2 separate regions of the Triticum aestivum genome follow, and region 1 is linked to region 2. Evidence: chromatin contacts called from public Hi-C data. All regions are on one chromosome and are shown on one strand. The core of a region is the stretch at or near the end of the contact, and the rest is flanking DNA. Distances in the headings are between cores, read along the strand shown.

Region 1 (4,918 bases), core at 2,349-4,848, 200 kb after region 2:
ACCGGGCTCGCCGGAATCGAGCTCGTGGCGGCGACTGGCGTTTGGGCAAGCACAGGGCGGGTGGCTGTAGTGCGCTAGGGGCCAACTGAGGGGCTAGGAGGCACCCTGGGAGTGCCCTGAGCACTCCGGTGCGACGGGTTTTAGCGGAGGAGCTCATGAGCGTGAGGCTCATCGAGCACGACGGCGGCCGGAGCTCGGCAGGGTATGGGAGCTAGCTAGAGTGCGAGTTAGACCTTGAGGAGAGAGGGAAAAGACGGAGGAGCTCAATAGGAGTCTATTGGGGGGCTCAACGGGCTCGGGACGACCGAACGGCGACAGAGCATTGCCAACTATCTGGGGAGCCGAAGGTTGAAGACGACGACATAGGCAACGCTCGTGGGCGTCCGACGTCTCTTGACCCAATGGAGAGGATCAGGAGGTCGTTGCGGAGCTTAGGGACACGTCGTCGAGGCGAGGCAACTACGGTGGGCGCGTCGAACAACATCAGTGGTGATGGTGGCGCTCGGGCATGAGGTGCAGAGCGAGAGAGAGAGGAGGGGATGAGGACGAGGGAGTGGACGAGAGGGTCTGGGGTGGTGCGTGGCGTCGTCCAGACGCATCGGGGAGGGGCAGGCATGCAGTGAGAGAGGAGGTGGCCACGGGCGCGTGTGCGCGCTCGGCGTCCTTCTGGCGAGAGGAGGGAGATGACTGGCAAGTTGGGCCAGGCCGGGTGCCACAGTGTTGGGCGGCTAGGCTGGGCAGGCAAGTCACTCTCTGTTTTTTCCAGTTTTTTCTGTTTTCTATTTGCTATTCTGTTTTGTATTCAAATTACAAATCAAAACACTTTGGTTAATTCTATAAATTTTTGTGGGGCATATTTGAATTTTTTCAAGCCACACAACAAATTCCAGAATATTTGGAGCAACCAATATTTAATGGTAAATTTTAACCTTCAACTCAAATACAATATGATTTAAATTCAGTGTCCAAATTATTGCTTAAAAATGTTCATTATTTTTGGCCTGGATCAAAACCATTGCCAAAAATATCAAATATCAATGAAGAGCATTTTGGGTTCATTGAATGCAATAATTTTTTGTTGGACCTATTTGAATTTCAAAGTGCTAGGATTTGATCACCCTCATTTCAAGTTTTAAGGAAAAATTAACATGATGCATGGATGCAATGAATCTATTTACAATTACTTATTCGAGGGGTGTAACAGATTTCAAGCTTTGTTCTGTGTGGGGTGATGCTCCAACCGATGCTGCTTCAACGATTTTTAGATCTCGTCTCAAAAGGCGAGTGGCTTTTGCGGTCTTCAAAAGTTCAATGCCTGATATGGCCAGAGCGTTCGTAGGTTTCATCTTTCTGTACTGTTGGTTCAGTTCAATTTTAATCTTTGGTGGACAATGTACAATTAGATGAAGAAGAAGATTGGTATGTTTGTTAATATAATTTTATTTTGCAGGGGTCATCCTACGCCCTGGCTTTTGTTTTTCTCCATATTAATCAGATCTAAAATGCCCAATCTTTATTATTTAGAAAAGAAAAGAAAGTTATTTGATATCTTCTCAGGGAGGTGTTTCGTAGAAAATTCCACCACTTTGTGCACTACGACCTTCAAGTTTGGTGCTATCGCGTCCGCTTCCTTGTTGTTTCCAACGAAGAATCTTAGAGCAACTCTAGCAGACCCGCATTCGCCCCGACTCGTAAAATAAACGCCAAAATGCGGGTACGGGCCGGAAAACCTGCCCGACCAGACCCCGCATCCCGCCCCGGCCTGCAAAAAAATTTAAGGGGCGCGGCAAAATCCCGACCCAACCCCGGAAAACGCGAGTTTCCCCCTCGCGGCTGCGGTGCCCTGCATCTGAGAGAAGCAGTTGGCGGGAGGGACATTTCAGCCCCGCGTGCTTTCCCCCTCCTTCCGCCGCCTCCCGCCCTTGCTTCCGCCCCCGCCCGCCGCCGGCGATTCAGTCCATATCTGCGTGCGGAATCGCGCCGCGGGGCCGCCTCACACCCTCCCGCACCGAGCCGCTGCCCCGCCCCCCGGATCCGGCTAGAAGAGCCGCCCCTCGTCGCCGCCGCCGGGGATCGACCACCGTCGAGCGCGCCCCCTCATCGCCGCCTGGGATCACCTGCACCGGTTAGTCCTTTTTTGTGAATTTTGCGAGCTGTGTAGTTGATTGACGCGCCGGTATGCGTGTAGATGGAGTTGAGCCCGCGCGAGAAGTTCTTGCTCTCCGATTCATCCGATTCGGATGACTCGGATGTTGAGATCATGCTTGCGACCTTTCGGCAGCAAACATTAGTCATGGCGCTTGCCGTGAAGGAGCATGAAGACGAGCACCGGAAGAGGAGGCGAGGATCAACTGTCGGGCGTCTGTGCATTCCTCGGAATCGCCATCTTGGGAACGAGATGTTGATGCAAGACTATTTTGCGGAGAATCCTACATACCCTCCGCACCTCTTCCGGAGAAGGCACCGAATGCGCCGATCCCTCTTTGTGAAACTTGTTCAAGCTTGCGAGGCAAATTGTCGGTATTTTACTCAAAGAAGAAATGCCACGGGCTTAAAGGGATTTAGTGCATATAAAAAAAATCTCCACAGCTATGCGTGTGATTGCATATGGCGTTCCGGCTGACTATGCCGATGAGTATCTTCGCATTGGTGAAGATAGCACAATTGAGTCTGTGCGTAGACTTGCAAAAGTGATCGTCCGTGTCTTTGGTCCTGAGTATCTTCGGGCACCCAATGAAGATGACACAAAGAAATTGATGGCATCTAATGAGAGGAGAGGTTGGCCTGGCATGCTAGGTAGCATTGATTGTATGCATTGGAATTGGAAAAATTGACCCAAGACTTGCCAAAGAATGTATTGTGGCAAGTCTCGTGATGCAACAATTGTGCTAGAGGCCGTAGCATCCGAGGATTTATGGATTTGGCATTGCTTTTTGGTATGCCGGGCACTCTCAATGATATCAATGTGTTGCAACGGTCTCATTTATTTGCTAGGCTTGCTAGTGGTGATGCTCATGCTTGCAACTACACTATCAATGAGCATAAATACACAAAGGGGTACTATCAATGAGCATTCGGTGTTTTGCAATCTAGATTTGCCATTGTCCGTGGTCCTGCTCGTTTTTGGATAAGAAAACCTTGAAGAACATCATGACATGCTGTGTTATCCTGCACAATATGATTCTTGAAAATGAAAGAGGAATGAACTTAGTATTCTTTTACGACAATGTGGGACCCAAACTGCATTAGAGCTTTTTTTCAGACATACAAGGAAATTGAAAATGCAGACACACACTTTCAACTTCAGGAGGATCTCATTGAGCACCGTTGGCAAAGGGCTGGACAGTGACTATTTTTTATATTCATTTGTATTTGTATTCATGACAAGTTTTGTATTGCATTATTTAAGTTTGCTACGGTGATTATTGTATTATGTTTGAGTTGAATAATTTAATTTGTTTTCGATTGTTGAATTATGTTGGATTTAATTTTTACGGGCCGATGATATGCGGGATGTAGCAGCGCAAAGAGCAGACCCTGCAAAGCCGACCCGTAAAAGGATATATTCCATGAATATATCTTTTTTACGGATCCGTTTAGGGGTCTGCATCTGTGCTAGCCCGAGCCGGCCCGCAAAAGCGGTTTTGCGCCAACTGCAAACGCGTTTTGCGGCCGGCGGGTTGCTCTTACCCCTTCGAAGCCTTCCCGTGAGAGGAAAGTTGCAAACGCGGATTTAGGTAGGGCTTCTTCTTCTTGTTCCCTTTGCGCTGACGATTTCTAGCATCGTTTGTTCATCTCCTGGGTCTTCTTGATCTGGAATTCGGCTTTCTCGTGGTGAGTTTTTCTTGACCCTTTACATTTTTCTCGGTATTCTGTTCGACTAGATCGGTGGGGGATTTTGCTTGGGGTCTCGGCCTGTGCCCAAATTAGTGCTTGAGATTTGAGATGTTGCCATGCGTCTCGGTGAGACGCACTTTGGTAGGGATTTATTGGATTTTTGGGGGTCGATTTTCAGGCACACTGTTTGGAATACAATTAGATTTCCACGAATTTGTACCGAATTAGTGGTTCCACCGGGAATTGCCATAGGCTGTTCCCATTCTGATTATAATTTTCTTTGTGTAATTTCAGACTCCGTATGCCAATTCTACCTGTTTTGTGAGGTTGTATGCAAACGCTACCTAGCTATTGAAACTATCGACGGACATTATTGTACTGGCTAAAATCTGGACTAGAGGACATCTGCGGCGGATGGACAGGAGCGAGGAAGAGACGATCATGAGTGATTCAGACCCTCTCCTCGATAGGAATGATCAGTCAGGCTCATTGCCCCAGCTCTCGCCACCACAGCCGGCGACCGTGACTGTGCTGGAAATTGAGGATGAGGAGACCGATGGTTCTTATGCCGCATGCTGCCGCATTTGCCTTGAGGCCGAGTCGGAGATAGGTGACAATCTTATGCATTGGAGATGCTATTTTGTTGTGTTGATGATCATCCTATGTATAGGGGATACAGTTTTTGTTGAGTCAATTTGATTGCTTTAGTTCAATTTGGTAATGATTTTGTCTATGTCTACTTTGCTTCTTGTCTGACTGCAGCAAGTAGAAGAAAGTGTGTGGTTACATGTACTCAGTTGTTTGACATCTTTCAACTAATCCAAAATCTCTTTGTGATCTTTGCGTTGTAATGGAACCCAATAGGCAAAGCTTAGGTCATAGGATGTGTGCCAGTAGATTAGGGTAGCATTGAATTGTACACCTAATTAATACTTAATTTAATATAAGTAGTTAAACAGTTAACTAGACTAAACTTCTTTTATCATAGTACTTTGATAAATTAAGCGGGCGAGCGGCGGGAATCGAACCCGTAGTGCTAGCAGTTTTTGTTTTGTTTTGCAGCACTTGCTGTAATTGAAGG
Region 2 (4,749 bases), core at 1,142-3,641:
GCGGAGTCGGCGCAGAGCTCAGCCGTCCGGGCGCGGCCCAGATCGTCCTGGACGTCTGCGAGGACGACCTTGGCGCCGTTCCTGACAAACTCCGCCATTGTCGCCTTGCCGATGCCGCTAGCGGCGCCGGTGATCACGGCCACCTTCCTGGCCAACCTCTGGGAGCTCAAGGCAGTGGAGTAGCCGCATTGGCCGATGAGGCCAGCCACCACCGCGGCGCAGCACGACGACTCCCCCCCTGCAACACAGAGACATCAATATTAGCATGTAGAGCCAGTGATTGATCCATTAGCACAAACATTACTCAGTACGCAGAGCCTAGCTAGATCGATTTGATGCATCGTACCTGAGGATGACCTGCATCGCACGGAACATGTTGCTTGATCTCGTCCAGTCCTCTGCCTGCTTGGGCTATGTGCGAAGTGTGATTCAGTGAAGAGGAGCCATCATTTGTATGTTTGTTTAGTGGGATCCCACTTATGCCCAGATAATTCACCTAATATTTATTGGGTTGTTAGTTATCACCCACCAAACCTTGGTGGGAATAAGAGCAACTCTAGCAAACCCTGCATCCGGCGCGAATCCGCATAATTCCGGCGATTATACGGGCTCGGCCCATTATTCTGGCCAGACCAGGGCCCGCATCAGTGTCCGGCCTGTAAATATTTTTGCCGCAGCCCGCAAACGCTACCCTCGAGCCAGTATAACTGCGGGTTTGCGGGGCAGATGCGGGTCGAAACTCTATCCCCCCGCAGCCGCGTTTGCCCCCAATTCCCCACCGCGCCGCTCGATTTGTCGCCGCCGGGGAGCCTTCGACCGCCATGGACGACTTGGGGGATGAGGCGGAGCGTCGCCGCCGCGCCAGATCCGATGGCGCGCGCAAGCTGGGGGCACGTCGGTGGCTCAACCGCGGTACCCGGCCGCCGCCGGCCTTCAACCGCCGCGAGCTCGAGGATTTCGATCTCGAGCTCGCCCGTCGCCGCCACGCCTCCTCCGGCAACTGGTCCGTGGGGAGCTCATCCGGCAACTGGTCCGTGGGGAGCTCATCCGGCAACTGGTCCGTGGGGAGCTCATCCGGCCACTGGTCCGCGGGGTGCTCATCCGCGGGCGCATCGAGCTCGCGGCTCGTTCCGGTGAAGAGGGAGCCGGAGGAGGCCGTGCCCGATGCGCCGCCGTGCCGAGGCGTCATCGGGCCCGAGGACTACCTCCCCCGGGGCAGGAGGAGCTCCTTGAGCGGTCGGCGAGGGAGCAGGAGGAGATGGAAGAGCGCATCCGGCGCGAGCTCGAGTACGAGCGGCTCTTCTTCGAGACGGGCGTCACGGCATCGCAGGTGCACGCATCGAAGGAGGCTGACATGCGCGTGATGAAGGCGGAGCAGGCGAAGATCTACATCGACCTCGACTCCGACTCCTCCAACTCCGACTGATCGCCGCCGGTGGGCAGCTACCGCAGGAGCTCCGGTGAGCTCAATTTTGTTGTAGTGGTGCGGTAGCGTAGGCCCTGTCTAGCATTTCTGACCTTTAATATGTATGTATGTGGAGTGTACGAACTTATGCGAAGAAGAACCATCTATGCGAGCGAGCTCCGGCGAGCTGCTGATTAAATTTCTCGCACGAAACAACTTTTTTTAAATATTATGGGTTTGTTTACGGTTTCTATTCTGCCGCCGCTTTTTTTAACTTGCATAAGCGCCCCCGTGCAACCTGCAAACACAGTTTACAGTTCGGCAAAATGCGGAGTTTGCTTCTAAGTGGGTTGTGGTGGGATGTCCAAGTTCAGTCCCACTTGCAGCCTGGACCCATTCTATCCTCCCATGGAGCCGTTAGCCTTTAGAATACCAAGAACGAGGGAAGGATTAGGAACGAAATCAAAGATCGACAAGAAACAAGGTGCTTCCTTTCCGATTTCTTTCCCGCACACAGCAAATGCTACATGGAAGGACAACGCTAACGCCCACACGTGTGGTGGGAGCCAAAACCGCCCACACGACTTATAACACACAGATTACGCCATGTCACTGCATGTATGCATGTGGGAATCTTTTTGGATTTTCAGTTTATAAAATGTTTTATCTCTTAAATGAAAAATCTGATTGAAGATCCGTTTTCACCATTAAATCCCTCGCGACGAGATCTTTCAAACTAGATCTCGTATCAATATATTTCGAATTTTTTTGGGTTAAAAGTTGCCATGTCTATTGCACACGAATTGCCATGATATTTACACTGAAGTTGCCATGATATGTTTCAACTATTTTCTTCTACATTTAAAAGTAAATTTTGACATATTATAAAACGGAGAATTAAGAAATTAGACTTGCCATGCACCATAAACTAAAATTGTCATGATACATGCACTTAAAATTGCCAAGATTCATAAAAAAAATATTTTCATAGTCAAAGTACTGGAATTGCCATCATTAAAAAACTAAAATTGCCATGCTCTACAAACTAAAATTGCCACATGGCAACTTTAGTTTAAGCACTATGGCAACTACAGTGTAAACATCATGGCAACTTTTGGGCAAAAAAAATTTTCGTCGAAACATATCAACATGTGGTCTAGTTTTGAAGATCTCATCGAGACGGATTTAATGGTGAAAACGGATTTTTAATTCAATTTTTTAATTAGGAGATAAAAGATTTTTAAGCCGAAAACCAAAAAGATTTCTGCTGATGTCATCTGTTCATACGTGGCAAAATGAGTGGTGATGGAGGCGCGTGGGTGATGTGCACGTGTGGGCGTTAGTTTTTCCGACATGGAATCGTTCACTTCGGCTCTTACCTGGGATCGTCCTAGACGACGTCGGCTCTTCGCCAGACCACAACAGCCGACGGCGCTCGGTTTAGGCTGGTAGCGGCCTGCATCCTCGCATGCCACAGCGCGAGCGAGGCAACACCCTCCAGCGTGCAGCCAGGCGTCCAGCGCGTGCGCGCCGTACTCCGGCTCTGGCGCGGCCCGGCAGAGCGTTTTTGGCGACGCACTCCTCGGCGAGGGCGCTGCCGCACATCGAGTCGCATCGCGATGGCATCAGCTTCCTCTGGCCTTGGCCCCGTGCTAGACCGGGACACCGGAACCACCTGTTTCACAGACGCTCCGCGACGCGGTCGATGCCCGCACGGAGACGCGCGGAGGCACCCGAGGCCGCGGCTCCTGGACCGTCCTCCGCGGTGAAGCCCCCTGGCGCACGACGCGGCCACCGCATCTGACGCGGAGCGACTTCGTCCATGGCCTCGCCTCCCGAGGGAATTGTCGCGGCTTCCGGCCGGCGACGCCTGAAGCGTGCGCGCCGCGGCGGCTCGTCCCTCCGGCGTCGGTGACTTGCTCCATGCGCGTAAGCAAAGCAAGGCAAGGCGACGCAGTCTGGTGCGGCTCCTTCGGGCGCGCACACAGCGGCGTCCTTCGGCCTCGGCGCCCGCAAGGACGGCCCACAACCGTGACGCGGTATGAAAGACCGAGGCGACGACGCGGCCCTTGGCTCGCATCCGCGCAGGCGGCGCCCGAGGCAAGCGGAGCGGCGGCGCCCTCCGCGTGGCTCCCCGCAGCGTAGATGACGGCGCGCCGGTTTTTCCCGCTCCTCGCCGACGAGACGGTCGCCGGCAGCAGGGGTCGGGGGACGAAACCGTCTCCTCCGCCTGCCTTATCCACTCCAGGTGGTGGGCGGCTGGGCCGCCTGTAAGGCCGTATGGGCCAGAAGGCCCATGTGTTTTCGGTCCATTTTAAATCCTGGATGATTTTGCCAAATTAATCCTACATTTTTCTTGATTAATTTCGCATTTTGTTCTATTAACAGTAGTTTAACTCTGTTTTAGACAATTTCAAAAACAAAACTCTGTTTTAGACACTGTTAATTACAGTACTTAAATTTCAGTACTGTAAATATGTTGAGTACTATGTATTCCATATAATATGTTGATGTAATATATCTTCATGTTTCTTACATGTTGAGATTAATTACATCTATTATTTGCAATTGAGAATTTTCTCTTGCAAAGATAAATTCAGTACCTCTCCAGTACTGTTTCTCTATTGAGTACAAGGTATTCCGGAATATTTCATGACATGATGTATCTATTTCCATATTCCCATATGTCGAGATTAATACGTCTATTTGCAATTGAGATTTTTAATTTCTTGCAAATACGGATGCAAAATTCAAGGTGATTTCTTCAAATTGATGCTTGAGATCACAAGGTGGTCATATGGATGTACTGCGTACGCAGATTATTGATGACTATTGATAAAGCCTATATTTTGTCGTTTCGACATTATAATTGCTTTACAAAGTGCTCTCCCACATATTTTACTAAGTCATGACATAAGGCATCAGGAGTGAGCATCTACTGATTTCATCAAATCAGATTATACTCCCTATACTGCAGATCTAATCTATTTTGGATATTATCTTCATGGTGTCATACTTAGCAATTTGGGATTCACACTAATGGTTTCAAGCCAACTTCTTGAAATACCCATTGATTTTGCTAAGTTCATTACAACATCAACCACGATGGTCTTTAATTTACTGGTTGTATATTAATTATCTCTGGTTTACCCATAGAGGTAACATATGGCTATAGAGTTTGAGGCATTCGCCCTCAATGGCCACAACTGCCCTATCTGGGCCATGGACATCTTGATCGCTCTTGTGCCTCGTTGGATAATGTGTGCAATCCTGGATTCACCTCTAGTCAGGATCACACCGCTAACAGAAAAATAGTGTCTTATATATCATAAGACATTAGATTC

What was found. A called contact is a pair of places that touch in the nucleus more often than the background predicts.
Region 1: a contact with region 2 is called in a Hi-C map of leaf, with 4 times the contacts expected there. The contact joins the promoter of LOC123164521 here to the promoter of LOC123169947 in region 2. A contact is called at or near these places in 2 of 5 Hi-C or Micro-C datasets (both in leaf).

The regions. Positions count from the first base shown.
Region 1 is chr7D:287,592,874-287,597,791 of IWGSC CS RefSeq v2.1, forward strand. It overlaps LOC123164521, which reads left to right and starts at 3,599. Exons shown (of 7, transcript XM_044582031.1): 1 at 3,599-3,737; 2 at 4,132-4,447. The coding sequence starts at 4,252.
Region 2 is chr7D:287,393,001-287,397,749 of IWGSC CS RefSeq v2.1, forward strand. LOC123169947 (short-chain dehydrogenase reductase 4) reads right to left here and starts at 2,392. Exons shown (of 2, transcript XM_044587798.1): 1 at 347-2,392; 2 at 1-238. The coding sequence starts at 98.